Regions from separate parts of the Scylla paramamosain genome. Here region 1 is linked to region 2. The links are chromatin contacts, called in public Hi-C maps. All regions are on one chromosome and are shown on one strand. The core of a region is the stretch at or near the end of the contact, and the rest is flanking DNA. Distances in the headings are between cores, read along the strand shown. Region 1 overlaps LOC135100677. Region 2 overlaps LOC135100678 (a long non-coding RNA gene).

Region 1 (7,130 bases), core at 3,845-6,344, 65 kb before region 2:
GTTGCTGGACACTCAAATTACGCTTAATCTATGGGTGGTCAGTTGTATTTAGATAAAACATCCCCTAAGCCTTGTTGTTATAGTACAATAGTTCCCGCACTATTTTATATTACGCTCCTTTATTTATTTTATTTTATTTTATTTTATTTTATTTTATTTTTTTCTTCTAACAGGCCCGCACGCTCGCCCTCCACACACGCTTTAGTGTTTATATATATATATATATATATATATATATATATATATATATATATATATATATATATATATATATATATATATATATATATATATATATAATATTTTTTTTTTTTTCCATTTAATATCTTAAAACTTTAGGAAAACAAAGATTTTTGGTTGAATTAAAGCAAATGAAACAAATAATACAGGTACGAGGCATTTTGATAAACACAATAAATTTATTATATACTTTTTTAAGCAATGATTTTTAGACCAGTTTCATGCCATGCTGTTTATCCACCTCACGCCCTCTGGTAAAGTATCAGTTTATGTCGATCCTGTGGGCTGCATATTTGAACCACCTCTGTCTAAAATCTCTGGGAGTTGTCAAACGTAATTAACCCTGTTGGATCTTCGCAGATGACAATACTGGAACGAGACAGCGTGCACTGGAGATGATAGCTCGTAATAATGACGGGTTTTGCGTCTACAATATTGTGCTATCTTTGTTTACTCAAAAGCCACCAACTGTTTACTATTTGATATCGAGGAAACTATTGTTATTTATCTGCTGCTCTTTCCACAAATAAAATAAATATATGAATTAACAAATAGATAAATGAATAAGTAAATAAGAAATAATCAATTAATGATTAAAATGAGAGAATAAATTAACAGATAAGGAAAATAAGTGTGTGTGTGTGTGTGTGTGTGTGTGTGTGTGTGTGTGTGTGTGTGTGTGTGTGTGTGTGTGTGTGTGTGTGTGTGAGAGAGAGAGAGAGAGAGAGAGAGAGAGAGAGAGAGAGAGAGAGAGAGAGAGAGAGAGAGAGAGAGAGAGAGAGAGAGAGAGAGAGAGAGAGAGAGAGAGTTAGCTTTCTGAGGGCCTGTGCTATACATAGAAATGCAACGTCACACAATAATGCCAACTAATGATGTCACTGGTTGGAACGTAAACAAACTCATTTATCAAAAGTTCCAACAGCGACCTGCCGTCAGGCTGTCTGGCTCGTAGCCGATGTTAACAGTTGTGCGTGGGTGGGTGGGTGGGTGGGTGGAGCGACGGGCTTCAGTGGTGAGGTGGAAAAATGCGAATAGCTACTTTGAAATTGCTCATGATATCTACTTGCGTATATTACATACAAGTAGGTAATATCAAACGAAAGCAAGGAGTTCTTGACGTACACAAGCACAGGAAGAACGTTCTGTGGTCTCCAGTAAACTACAGAGGCAAACAGACATTCCACTTATTGATAGATGGGAGGGAAAGTGTGTGTGCGTGTGTGTGTGTGTGTATACTTTCTTGCTTTCCAGGAATGTATAAAATCACAGTGTAGTTTCGCTTGGTGCCTGAAGCATTAAGTATTAATCCCTTAAGGCATGGCATCTGTTCGCACTAGTACGATAATTATATTCATTTTACTTCCGCAGCTGAAGATGGGAGGATGATTGGAGCAGCAGCAGCAGCACCAGCAGCAGCAGCACCACCACCACCACCACCACCAACAACAACAACAATAACAACAACAGCAACAACAAGAGCAGCAGCAGTAACAAAAAAAAAAAGTAGTAACAAGAGCAGCAGCAGCAGCAGAGGCAACAACAACAACAACAAGAGCAGCAACAGTAGTAGTAGTAGTAGTAGTAGTAGTAGGAGGAGAGAGAGAGAGAGGAGAGAGAGAGAGAGAGAGAGGAGAGAGAGAGAGAGAGAGAGAGAGAGAGAGAGAGAGAGAGAGAGAGAGAGAGAGAGAGAGAGAGAGAGAGAGAGAGAGAGTCTTATGAAGCCAAATAACTATAACTTTACGATAGCTTATTAATACCAATTTGGAACATAAGGGACAAAGGCCAATGTATCACAACATTGTCTTTTAAAATTGTCATACTGACACAGATATGCACCTTGTTTTACTCCATACATTGCACTAGTTTTTGAACAGCGCAAAAAAAAAAAAAAAAAAAAAAAAAAAAAAAATGCGGGCGGTAAACACTAGAGAAGAAACCTTGAAATGTGACGGCCCAGACTATGAGTAAATGATAGGGCGTGAGACCGCCTAAGATAACGGGAGTGTGAGTGTGTGAGAGCTTTGGGACTGGGCCGGTCCACTGTACTGCCATTGGCGGCTGCTCATAGGAGTACTGGCGCAGAATGGTTCCTCGCGACAACCCCTGTGTTAATAGCACAAGCTGAGTCCAGGTCATTCGGTGGTAAAGGTGATACTGGTGAAGGCCCGGGCCAAGTGCTGGCGGCAGCGAAGGGTGGGGTGGGTGGGGGAGGGGCGGGGACTGAGCAACCTTGAGTTATTCTCGTGAACCGACCTGCCAGGCAACTTCACCTGTGCACCTGTGAGGAGCTACATTTCGACATCATTATCAGTTTTCATTTTCCATTTTGGTTTTTGATTATTTAATTATATATTATCCTCTACGCCATGTACAATAATTATATATATATATATATATATATATATATATATATATATATATATATATATATATATATATATATATATATATATATATATATATATATATATATTCGCCCACACTTATAAAAATGAAAATGTCATGACGGACAAAAACTTCCAAATTCAGACTTGGCCACAAAGATGAGACTCCCCGTTTCACGAGGCAGAGGAGAGGGGCACGATCTCACTGATAATAACAACGTGTGCCTCAATCACAAACAATACTGCCTTCCAAACACAATGACGCACCAGAACCACTCCTTCCCTTCGCCCATAAGCTCGCTCCTCAATAATTTCCAGGTCTTGACACACACACACACACACACACACACACACACACACACACACACACACACACACACACGGTAATGACAGCGTTAGGAAAATAGACCTAGACCTACAAGAACCTGTGGAACCTAATAAATCCTATGAAAATTTAGACAACAACAACAAAATGTGGGAATCGTACACTTTTCCTTCGCGAGAAGTGGTTGGCGATCTTGAGACAGCACTCGGTGACGCTGTTCCACATCTTGGCGGCTGTGCTGGTGTGTCGTGTTGGTGGATTAGCTGCGGGAGTGACGTTGGAAGCGACGTTGGATCTTCTGACGAGACAGCTTGAGGTAGAAGTGCCAGTGAGAGGAGCTGTGGTGGCGGTAGTTGCAGTGGAAGCTGTATTCAAGGCGACGACGACAGCGGTGGTGACGAAGGTAGATGTGGTGGCGGTGGTGGTGGTGGAGGTGACGGTGGTGGTTATGACGGTGGTGGTGGATACTAGGCGTTGTCGAGGCACCGTGGCGAGCTATTTGGCAGCCACACTGGGACACTAGCAGATCTTGGACACACTGGTGGCTGTGTGCTGCTTAAGGAGGTGGCAGGACAGTCTGCAATCAGGACTGTGGTGATGGTGGCAGTGAAGATGCAGCGCCACACCACTTGGCCCTCCCACCATCGGGTGGGCTGACAACTGTAGACTGGATACTGTGGCAGTGGCAATGACGTGAGGCAAACCGAACCGTATAGCCCGACTGAGCGTGGCGGCGCGACTGACTGAGTAGTGGTGGTGGTGGTGGTGCGGCCGCGCGGCGGCGGACCCACACACACTCACCGCCATTTTTTATTGGCTGGGCCACCGCCATAGCCGCCGTGGGTGCCAGCAGCTCCCGTCGCTGTCTGCTCACCCTCCTGGCCGCTTTCTTGTCTGTCCTGCTGCAAGCGGCACTGCAGGGTCATGAGGATAGTGACACCGTCTTACATCTTACGTCTGGCCAGCCGCACCCTTCGTAGCTCCTCTCCTACTGGACCAGCAGCAGCCACATGCACCTCACACACAGACACTCCACCAGACTACTGCCGCGCCGCGCCCTCGCACGTACGCACACACTAACACGACTCGTCTCGCCAGCGCCGACGTTAACTAACCATCTAGGAATATCAGCAAGCTCAAAATAATAGATTCCTTACGATGACGATTTGTGTATGTGAATGTTTAACATTTCGAAATTAATGTGTGTGTGTGTGTGTGTGTGTGTGTGTGTGTGTGTGTGTGTGTGTGTGTGTGCGCGCGCCCGATGTATGTAAATGTGTGTGTGTGTGTGTGTGTGTGTGTGTGTGTGTGTGTGTGTGTGCTGTAGAATACATGACATGAACTAAGCTCTTGCTGTTGTCTCCATATATATATATATATATATATATATATATATATATATATATATATATATATATATATATATATATATATATATATATATATATATATATATATATATATATATATTACGTGAGTAACGTTTTTTTTTTTTTACGGTTGAAAATCAACAATAATCAATACTATGTGCCAGAAGCTAATTTCTTTAATGTACTGAGTTTCCTTTAACGCAATGATTCCTGTGGAAACAATATGTTTCTAGTATTGTTGTACCGATAAATCTGGAATAGTTTGCTGGCTGTCTCCCCCTCACCTTCCCTCCGACATCCTCCCATCCCCCCTAGCCCCTGCCCCTGTCTCCTTGCCTCCCGCCGCCGCCGCCGCCGCCGCCGCCGCTGTCTGGCGTGTTCTGTCTGCGGGCTCCGGTGTCTAGACGGCCCGGACACCTGCCACACCGCCCCCTTCCACTCTCCCCTCCCACCCTTACTCTCCGGCTCCCCACTCCCCTCCATCGACCCCCGCCTCATTCCTCCCCAGTGCTCGCCGTTCTCTATCCTGGTGGTGTTTTGTGTTTCCATGTTTCTTTCCGTATATCCTAAGTACAGCTGACACGAAAATGAACTATATTTTTCTTCAGTCAAGATATGGTGTTGGCTTTTCAGTACAAATATAACAAAGCCAGTCTGCTCTGTCTGCTGCTGCGTTCTATGATGCAAGAGTCTGAGGCTGAGTCCCCCCGTGGCGGCCGCAGCGTTGACACAGTAGGTCTCTACGGAAACTTCCTCCAGACCCACCACTACTTTACCCAATGCTGTGTCACGCTCCTCACTGCCCTAGCAACACCAGCCTAGCCCCTCTCTACCCTTCCACCACCTCCTAGTGTCCCAGTCCCTTCCCCCCGCACCCCTCGACCCCATAGCCATCCCACACACCATTCCTTCCCCCGTCTCTTCTCGATGCACAAATCACCTCCCTCCTTCTCTCTCTCTCTCTCTCTCTCTCTCTCTCTCTCTCTCTCTCTCTCTCTCTCTCTCTCTCTCTCTCTCTCTCTCTCTCTCACGGCGACCCCCTCCCCCATAGCAACACTCGTCGCACGTGCCCTCCCCCAACACAGTTTCTATCACAGGAAAAGTGTCCTACATCGCATCCTGCCTCTCTTAAATATCATGTTCGACGCTCCTTTCCCACGCGTCCTTTGTCTTTATTTTCTTCACTTGCCGAATTAGGCTAGTATGTCAACTCTAAACATGCGGAGATGTCAACAGGCCAGGGGAGGGGTGACGCTGTACTAAAAACCCTGAGGATCTGTAACACGTGGCAATGGCCTGTGATATTCTAGCTCTTGTAATGGGAACGTAAGATCAAGTTGGGCTAAGTTCGCTTATCTAAAAATGATGTTTTGGTTGTTGTCTTTAAAAGATGATGCGGATTACTTGATAGAAGATAAAAGGAGCAAAGAGCGGGACAGAGAACAAGGAATGAGGACAAACACAAGATAGCGTGATTATGTAAGGCGGCGTGGGCTTACGAGACGGTGAAAGGAACTTTTTTTTTGTCACGATGCACATGGACTTAACCCTGTTGTAAGGAACTATTTTTTCTCGCTAATGGACGCGAACAAAACATTCTAACAGACCACAAAAGCTAATCCTTAACTTGGGACTATAATTCGGTGGATCACTTATTATTTTTTTTTTCTTTCCACATTGCCTAATTTCTTCTGAATTATCATAATCAGAATTTTGGTATTAAACACACAGCCAACCGAGAGGCAACCCACGCCACTATCAAGATTATTTATCAGTGACATGTCTATTTATCACAATTATGGAAGTACAACCGCATCTTGGAATGCCCACGCCACCCCCGCACAGCAATGTGAGACTCGAATTCCCCAACACTGTGGGACAAAACCATTCCTTTGGGTTTATCTGTCACACACACACACACACACACACACACACACACATTAACGTAGTGGTCCTTGGCCGCTATACGTAAATTACGCTTCGGTCAGTGACACACGGGTTCGAACCATTGTCTCATTTGTTCAGTCCTGAGGTACGAGTATGTACGTGAGAGATGTTTTGAGTGTGTCGTCACTGAGCAAACACGTGTGAAAATCAACGAAGGATACAAAATGCTACAAGAGACTTTGATTATTATTAGGTGGCATGATCCTTTGCTTGCATGCTTTTGGCGGTTAACTGAAGATACCTGAATGAGTTTTTTTTTTTTTCAGTAATAAAGGCGTACGTGATGACTGCCAATAACTCCAGAAGAAAACTGAAACTTTGGAAAAATGCTACATGTTATTGCTAGGAAAGAAAGAAAAAAGTCATACTACAACGACAAAACTTGAAAAAAGTGGAAAAATATGATGGAAAATGATTGGAGCATGAAGTTAGAGTTTTAATTTTATGCTCGAGAGTTGCAGACTTTCACAACTTTCTTCTATCAAATGGCAAATAAAAAAAATAAAAAAAATAACACAACGTGCTCTAATAATTAAGTGGAGATGACAGGCATAGATACACGTCTTGACAGAACACTCCAGCCCTCGTGCCGCAAAAACTGGTCTGCAGCCTGGAGTACCTGGTGTCCAGATTCAGATAAACACGCGCCTTGATACACCGGTTCCTTCTTTAGAGAAAGGCACTATATACCGTTCATACCGTTGTCCTGACTTTTACTGCCGCGACGGCTGGACAGACGGGGAAATAATGCATGCAAGGTCCACCTGCATCTGTTTGACAGCGCGCCGCCTCACCTCACTCACCGCATCCTTTCTATCTCAGTTAAATAAAGGAACAATTCACTGTTGTTACTTATCTGGATGT
Region 2 (6,300 bases), core at 728-3,227:
ACAGCCAGACACTATTCAAGTCTCGTCAGGACTCAAACCCCCGCCAGACGGCTCGTATTGATAGCAGACATTAATATTAATAGTACCATACATCAATATTTATACAAGACTGTACGGTACAACCCAGCTAGCAGCCGGTAGCCTCACCAGATCCACCAGCAACACCCCCAACATGACATACTAACAGGCCCACTCCACCACCAGACACGAAGCAGGGCACTAAATTCACCGTGTGCAGGCCAGACGCCCAGGGCCGTCCGCTTGGCCCAGCCGCCCCCCTCCCCAGCCCCCTGCGCTCCTCTATATGAGACTCTCTGACCCCTCTCGGCCAGCTCCCGTCACGCCCCCTGCCCGTATTCCAGGACGGGGGCGGACGATGAAAAGGGGCATATATTTGAGCAGTGACGCTAGCGGCGGATGGGAAGGGTAGAATGGCGGTGTTCAGAGAGGCAGCTGGACGGATGTCTGGCTTCCACGTCACCGGTGACGATTAAACTTCTACATCGTACTGAGAGCACTGTGGCGACGGATGTATGTACACCACACCGCCGCTACCACCACCACCACACGCACTCAGCTGCAGTTATACAAACATACATTATTGACGGTCTGTGTTCGCGGTAACAAGGCAACAGTGTTCTCCGAGAAAACCTTTAACACAAAGTCACCTTTCCATTAAGTGGTAAATTAATCGTATTGTTCTTAAAACACAAGAATTTCATTCATTCCTAGCCAGCGTCCAGGAGTGGTCGGCGCCGCAGTTTGAGGGCTCAGGCCTAAGGAAGGAAGGAAGGGAAGGCCGAGTGTGGACGTGCCGCCGAGGAAGTAACGCCTGCACCTGGCCACTTTATTATTACATCCGTTACCTATGAGGAAAACATGATGGCTGTTTACATTAATCAAGCAGAAATGAGGGAAGAGGGGAGGCGAGCCGCGGTGTCGGGCTAGCAGCAGCGGCGGCGTGCTGCCATCCCCCACCAACTCCAAGCCGCCTGTGAGCCTTCATTTGGCTTCAGGGCCACAGCCAGACAGCCAGACGGTCCCGGCGTTGCCAAATGTACAATTTCTGCTTCTGTCTGACCCAGTTACTGTCTGCTTCCTTATGTCTCTTACGAAAAATAGGATTATCAAAACATTTCCTTTAATTACGCTGACTGTAGCACATTCACCAACGACTTCGTTCGCCTGAAGTTAAAGCTCTTGACATCTATTTTCCTGCTGCTATCTTCCTGTCCCCCGACCTGCTCGCTATGACGGCAACATCGCCAGACAGGTCGATAGGTTGCATGTTAGTCAGCCATGGCGAGACGGGGTACGATAATCATCACCTTTTGGGATCTACTCTGGGATTTGTTTGACTGCACGTCTGCGGGGGATGATAACACGGCCATGGCCACCGCTTGGTCAACCACGCCACCACGAATGCCGACCCGCCGCACAGGAATGCACAGATAAGGTAAAATACGACCTATGAAAAATACGCCATCCAGCCAACCATCCCACCCGACAAATCATAACGAAGTCGCTCGGCATGATATATGGAGACGCCGTGTCCTTCCTCAGCCCCCTGCCCTGCCCTGCCCTACCTAGCCCTGCTCTGCCCTGCCCTGCCCCCGGCCTCCTTCCTTCAGCTAAGGTGTCTAGCGGCGGCAGCGGCAAGTTACGTGGGCGGCTGTTGTAGGGACACGCAGCAGCACACACGATATTTTTGTTCCCCCATATTCAATTACATTTAAATCCCTGCATGCACACACCCACCCCTGGTCTCCGTGAGGTGAAAATGAATAACCTTGGAAAAAGATTTGTGCTTCATCTCACACACACACACACACACACACACACACACACACACACACACACACACTTTCAAGAGTTCAGGGATCATTATTATTAGTGTCACAGATGTCACGTTCGCGACTACTAGCCCGCCACGAGAAACTGTCTGTCTGCCCCCCCCATCCCAGCGTCTGCTCCCCCTAACACACACTGGTGCCCACCGCCACCAAGACTTTTCCTTTCACCAAACAGGAGGGCTTTCCCCTCACCAAGCCACCACCACCACCACTGTTCGCTCCTTCATAATCATGTGGTGGATTTCAGACACCATTTCGACTCCTAAGTATTACATTCTCCATCTGAAGATCTTATGCCATATATAGTAGTCTATAATTTTAGCAAGCGTTGGTACAAAATTAGGTGTAAATACTGCCATTATTTTCCCGTGTGCCGCGACGTCACCGTCTTAGGCAACTTCCCCGTCTGGCAGCGCCGGTGCTTGCCTTGCTCATGGCCGAAGCTACACGCTCGCGCCTTGCTCACTCCCACTCTGAGCGGCACGCGCGAACCCGCCGTTACCCCGCCAAGGTTAGTGTGCGCGTCCCTGACATTCACGGAAGCACCTCCGCTGTTACCACCACGTTCCTCCGTCAGCAAGGAGCACAACAACTTACCCTCGGCCTCCCCACCTGCGCCGCCACGCTGCTTGACTCCCCTGACTCACCTGCAAAGACAGAAGAGACAGTTAACGAATGCAAACCCATCAAGGCAGTCATATCAAGGGCTAGGATATAAGAAATTTCACCTAAATAAAAACAAAATAAAAAGGCCCGCCTCGACAGCTTTCACTTGTGCTCACCGATTGCCTCGCAGCCGGCGCCAGGGAGTGGCTGCAGCGGCGGCTTTTCAGACACTACGTGGCGCCTGTGTTATACTGGGCACCGAACACGTCAGCTGGACCACTCATGTCAACGGAAGCAGCCACTCCTGTCCAGCCAAGCTCTCTCTCTCTCTCTCTCTCTCTCTCTCTCTCTCTCTCTCTCTCTCTCTCTCTCTCTCTCTCTCTCGGTTTGCTACACTATATCAAATTGCGGCCCTCTTACCCCCTCCCCGTCTTCTACTGAGGCTGTATATCCGTTTACAAAACTTTACAAGCTCGAAAATTACCGCCGAGTTTGACTCTTTGTTAAACTGGCCGATATTTTTCCTGTATTTATTTATTTTTATTTTTTTTCATATTAAAGTTAGTAAACCAGCTCTTACGTGGCCGCAGACTTTGAACACACTTTATGATTTACTTTGTGCACTAAGCCGCACGAGTGTTTGCAGTTATACATACTATAGTAGCTCACTGTCGACGAGACACTACGAGAGGCTTAGAGGATAAAAGGTTTCGTGTTTGCAGCGTCCGTGCCAGGAGGTCACGTGAGATTCGAGATAAGAACTAAGAAAACTTGCTCATTCATGTGGACAGCCAGGCAGCGTGAAGAGGCCCGCCGCCTGCTTGGGTCAACATTGTGGTGCGGGACGTGGAGAGACACGCAGCACACACCGCACAAGGCCGGCACGTAGGGGGGTGAGAAGGGAAGTACATGGCGGTCATCAGGTACAGTAAACACAGACCCATGGAGGACAAGTAAAAAATGCTTAATGGTTCCGTTCATCATTCATTAAGTCTAGACGCAATTAATGACGTGCCTTGTTTGATAAGTGACTGCTGCAATACTTGCTTTTAATAAATCCTCAAGCAATTATCTTCAGATAGAAAAATCAAACATGGTGTTACAAATGTGAAAAGCAATTAAATATTTATTTTTGATGATTACCCACTATGTAGAGAAGAATTATCATTACATAAGAAACCAATGGAAACGATTTTACAGTTAATGTAAGTAGAAACAAACAGGCACACACACACACTCACACACACACACACACACACACACACACACACACACACACACACACACACACACACACACACACACACACACACACACACACACACACACACACACACACACACACACACACACACACACACACACACACACACACACACACACTCTCTCTCTCTCTCTCTCTCTCTCTCTCTCTCTCTCTCTCTCTCTCTCTCTCTCTCTCTCTCTCTCTAGCATATATATCTCTCTCTAGCATCTATATCAACTAATAAACGAAATGGATACAAAAGTAAAATGAATGACATTCAGGTAATAATGAGGTGGTACAAAAAAAAAAAAGTTTCCACTGAAACCGTGCAAACTGCACGCGTCGACTTGTGTGCTGCTGCTGCTGCTGCTGCTGCTGCCGCCGCCGCCGCCGCCACCATCACAACAACAACAGGAGCTACTACTGCTACAGCTACTACTACTACTACTACTACTACTACTACTACTACTACTACTACTACTACTGTTGCTATTCCTATTCCTCCTCCTCCTCTTCCTACTACTACTACTACTACTACTACTACTACTACTACTACTACCTACTACTACTACTACTACGACAACTACTATTATTACTTATACTATTACTGTAATTACCATTCTACTATTATCATTACTAAACAGTACTAGCATCACTCACCACCACCACCACTACTATTACTACTACTACTACTACTACTACTACTAGTATTATTATTACTACTACTACTACTACTACAACTACTAGTACTACTACTACTACTGTTGGCATCACTTTTCTTCCACAAACCACTAGCAGCAGTTAAACTAACAGAATAAAAAAAAATAAAATAAATAAAATGACCTAAGAACATTAAAAATATAGGCGATCATAATCATCAATAGGAGGCGAGGAAAAGAATGAACAGAGGCGAGACATGTAAGCGTGGCGAGGCGGAGAGAGGTGGAGAGGAGGCTGGAGTGTGGTGAAAGACGACGTCGTGGTGGTGAAAGGCCATGTACAGCGCATATGTGGTGGTTACTTAAGTGGTGAGTGAGAGTCTTGCGTGATGCAGTGGTGGTGGTGGTGGTGGCTGTGTGTGTGTGTGTGTGTGTGTGTGTGTGTGTGTGTGTGTGTGTGTGTGTGTGTGTGTGTGTGTGTGTGTGTGTGTGTGTATGTGTGTGTGTGTGTGTGTGTGTGTGTGTGTGTGTGTGTGTGTGTGTGTGTGTGTGTGAGAGAGAGAGAGAGAGAGAGAGAGAGAGAGAGAGAGAGAGAGAGAGAGAGAGAGAGAGAGAGAGAGAGAGAGAGAGAGAGAGAGAGAGAGAGAGAGAGAGAGAGAGAGAGAGAGAGAGAGAGAGTCAGTCCATGTATGTGTGTCTATATATGTGTGCCTGTGTGTACATTACATGATCGATACCTAAAATCTCACCTGTTCCCTTCTCTCCTCTCGTCTCCTACAACCATCCTTCCCTATCCAGCCACATTATTTATATATATTTTTCTTCCTCCAGCTTGTTTATCTAAGAAGGAAGCGAAAGGAAAACATGTAGATGCAACACAGTGAATTCAGGTTAATAAAAAAGAGAACATTCGTGAGTGGTATTAATTACATTGTACAGGTAACGTATGATTTTTTTTTCATTTTTTTTTCTTTCTTTCTTTGTTCTGCCTGTTCGTCCTGTTTGTTTGGGAGGTAAAAAATGTTCATGCAACACACTGCATTCTGACAAAAAAGAATGAGTGGTATTAATTACATGGTATAGGTTATGTTAGTTTAGATTTTTGCTTTCTTTCTGTTTATGTATCCGCAAGGCAGGAGGAAAAAAATGACATGCAACAGTGAATTCAGATAGAAAATAAATGTCAGTGATATGAATTAAACTTTGATAGATAATGCAGAGAGAGAGAGAGAGAGAGAGAGAGAGAGAGAGAGAGAGAGAGAGAGAGAGAGAGAGAGAGAGAGAGAGAGAGAGAGAGAGAGAGAGAGAGAGAGAGAGAGAGAGAGAGAGAGAGAAACGACGCACCTGCCTCACGTGTAAATTAGCAAAACAAATGAAAGACATAAGACAATGCTAACAGGTAAAAAACTTAATATGAATAATGATCTGGGGTGATGAGGGGAGCGGGGAACACGGGCTGGCGGGGATAGAGAATGGGTGGCAGGAGTCCGAGGATAGCTGGTGAAAACAAAGCAAGGGATTCTCCCCTAACGGACAAGAACCAATTTAGAATGAATGTATGAAGCAAGACAGCACGGCGGGGAGGAGCTGGCTGGCTGGCTGGGCTGGTGGTTGGGTGGTGAGGGGTGAGGGGGGGGAGGACAGCTACATCCTGAAACATTGTGATACACATACCCGTCTCCTCACTTCCTCAGTCTTCATGGTCTTGGCCTCCCCAGAATACTCGGACTAAAACCCGCATTTTTAAACACTTTGTTCTGTCATGAGTTTTTTTTTCTTTATATAGGCCACAATGATGATTAGTCCGAGTCTTATAGGTGTTTTATTCCATTAATGGCGCAGAATCTTTCCTGAACTGTCATTAGATTCATCAAAAGACTGCCTGCCAAACTCAACAGCTTCCACCAGTCTATTAAAGGTAGATGTGGTGAGGTAC

Evidence for each region. Hi-C and Micro-C count contacts between places; a contact is called where the count stands out from the background.
Region 1: a Hi-C map of testis shows a contact between it and region 2, with 2.9 times the contacts expected there. The contact joins two enhancer-like sites. A contact is called at or near these places in 2 of 2 Hi-C or Micro-C datasets (muscle and testis).

What each region holds. Positions count from the first base shown.
Region 1 is chr5:22,985,390-22,992,519 of ASM3559412v1, reverse strand. The region is part of intron 3 of LOC135100677; the gene reads right to left. Among protein-coding and RNA genes, the nearest start is that of LOC135100677, 37 kb to the right of the region's middle. Within about 2 kb of position 5,094, the one cell type or tissue checked has an H3K27ac peak away from gene starts, as active enhancers do.
Region 2 is chr5:22,917,973-22,924,272 of ASM3559412v1, reverse strand. All of the region lies in intron 5 of LOC135100678 (a long non-coding RNA gene), which reads right to left. Among protein-coding and RNA genes, the nearest start is that of LOC135100677, 31 kb to the left of the region's middle. Within about 2 kb of position 1,977, the one cell type or tissue checked has an H3K27ac peak away from gene starts, as active enhancers do.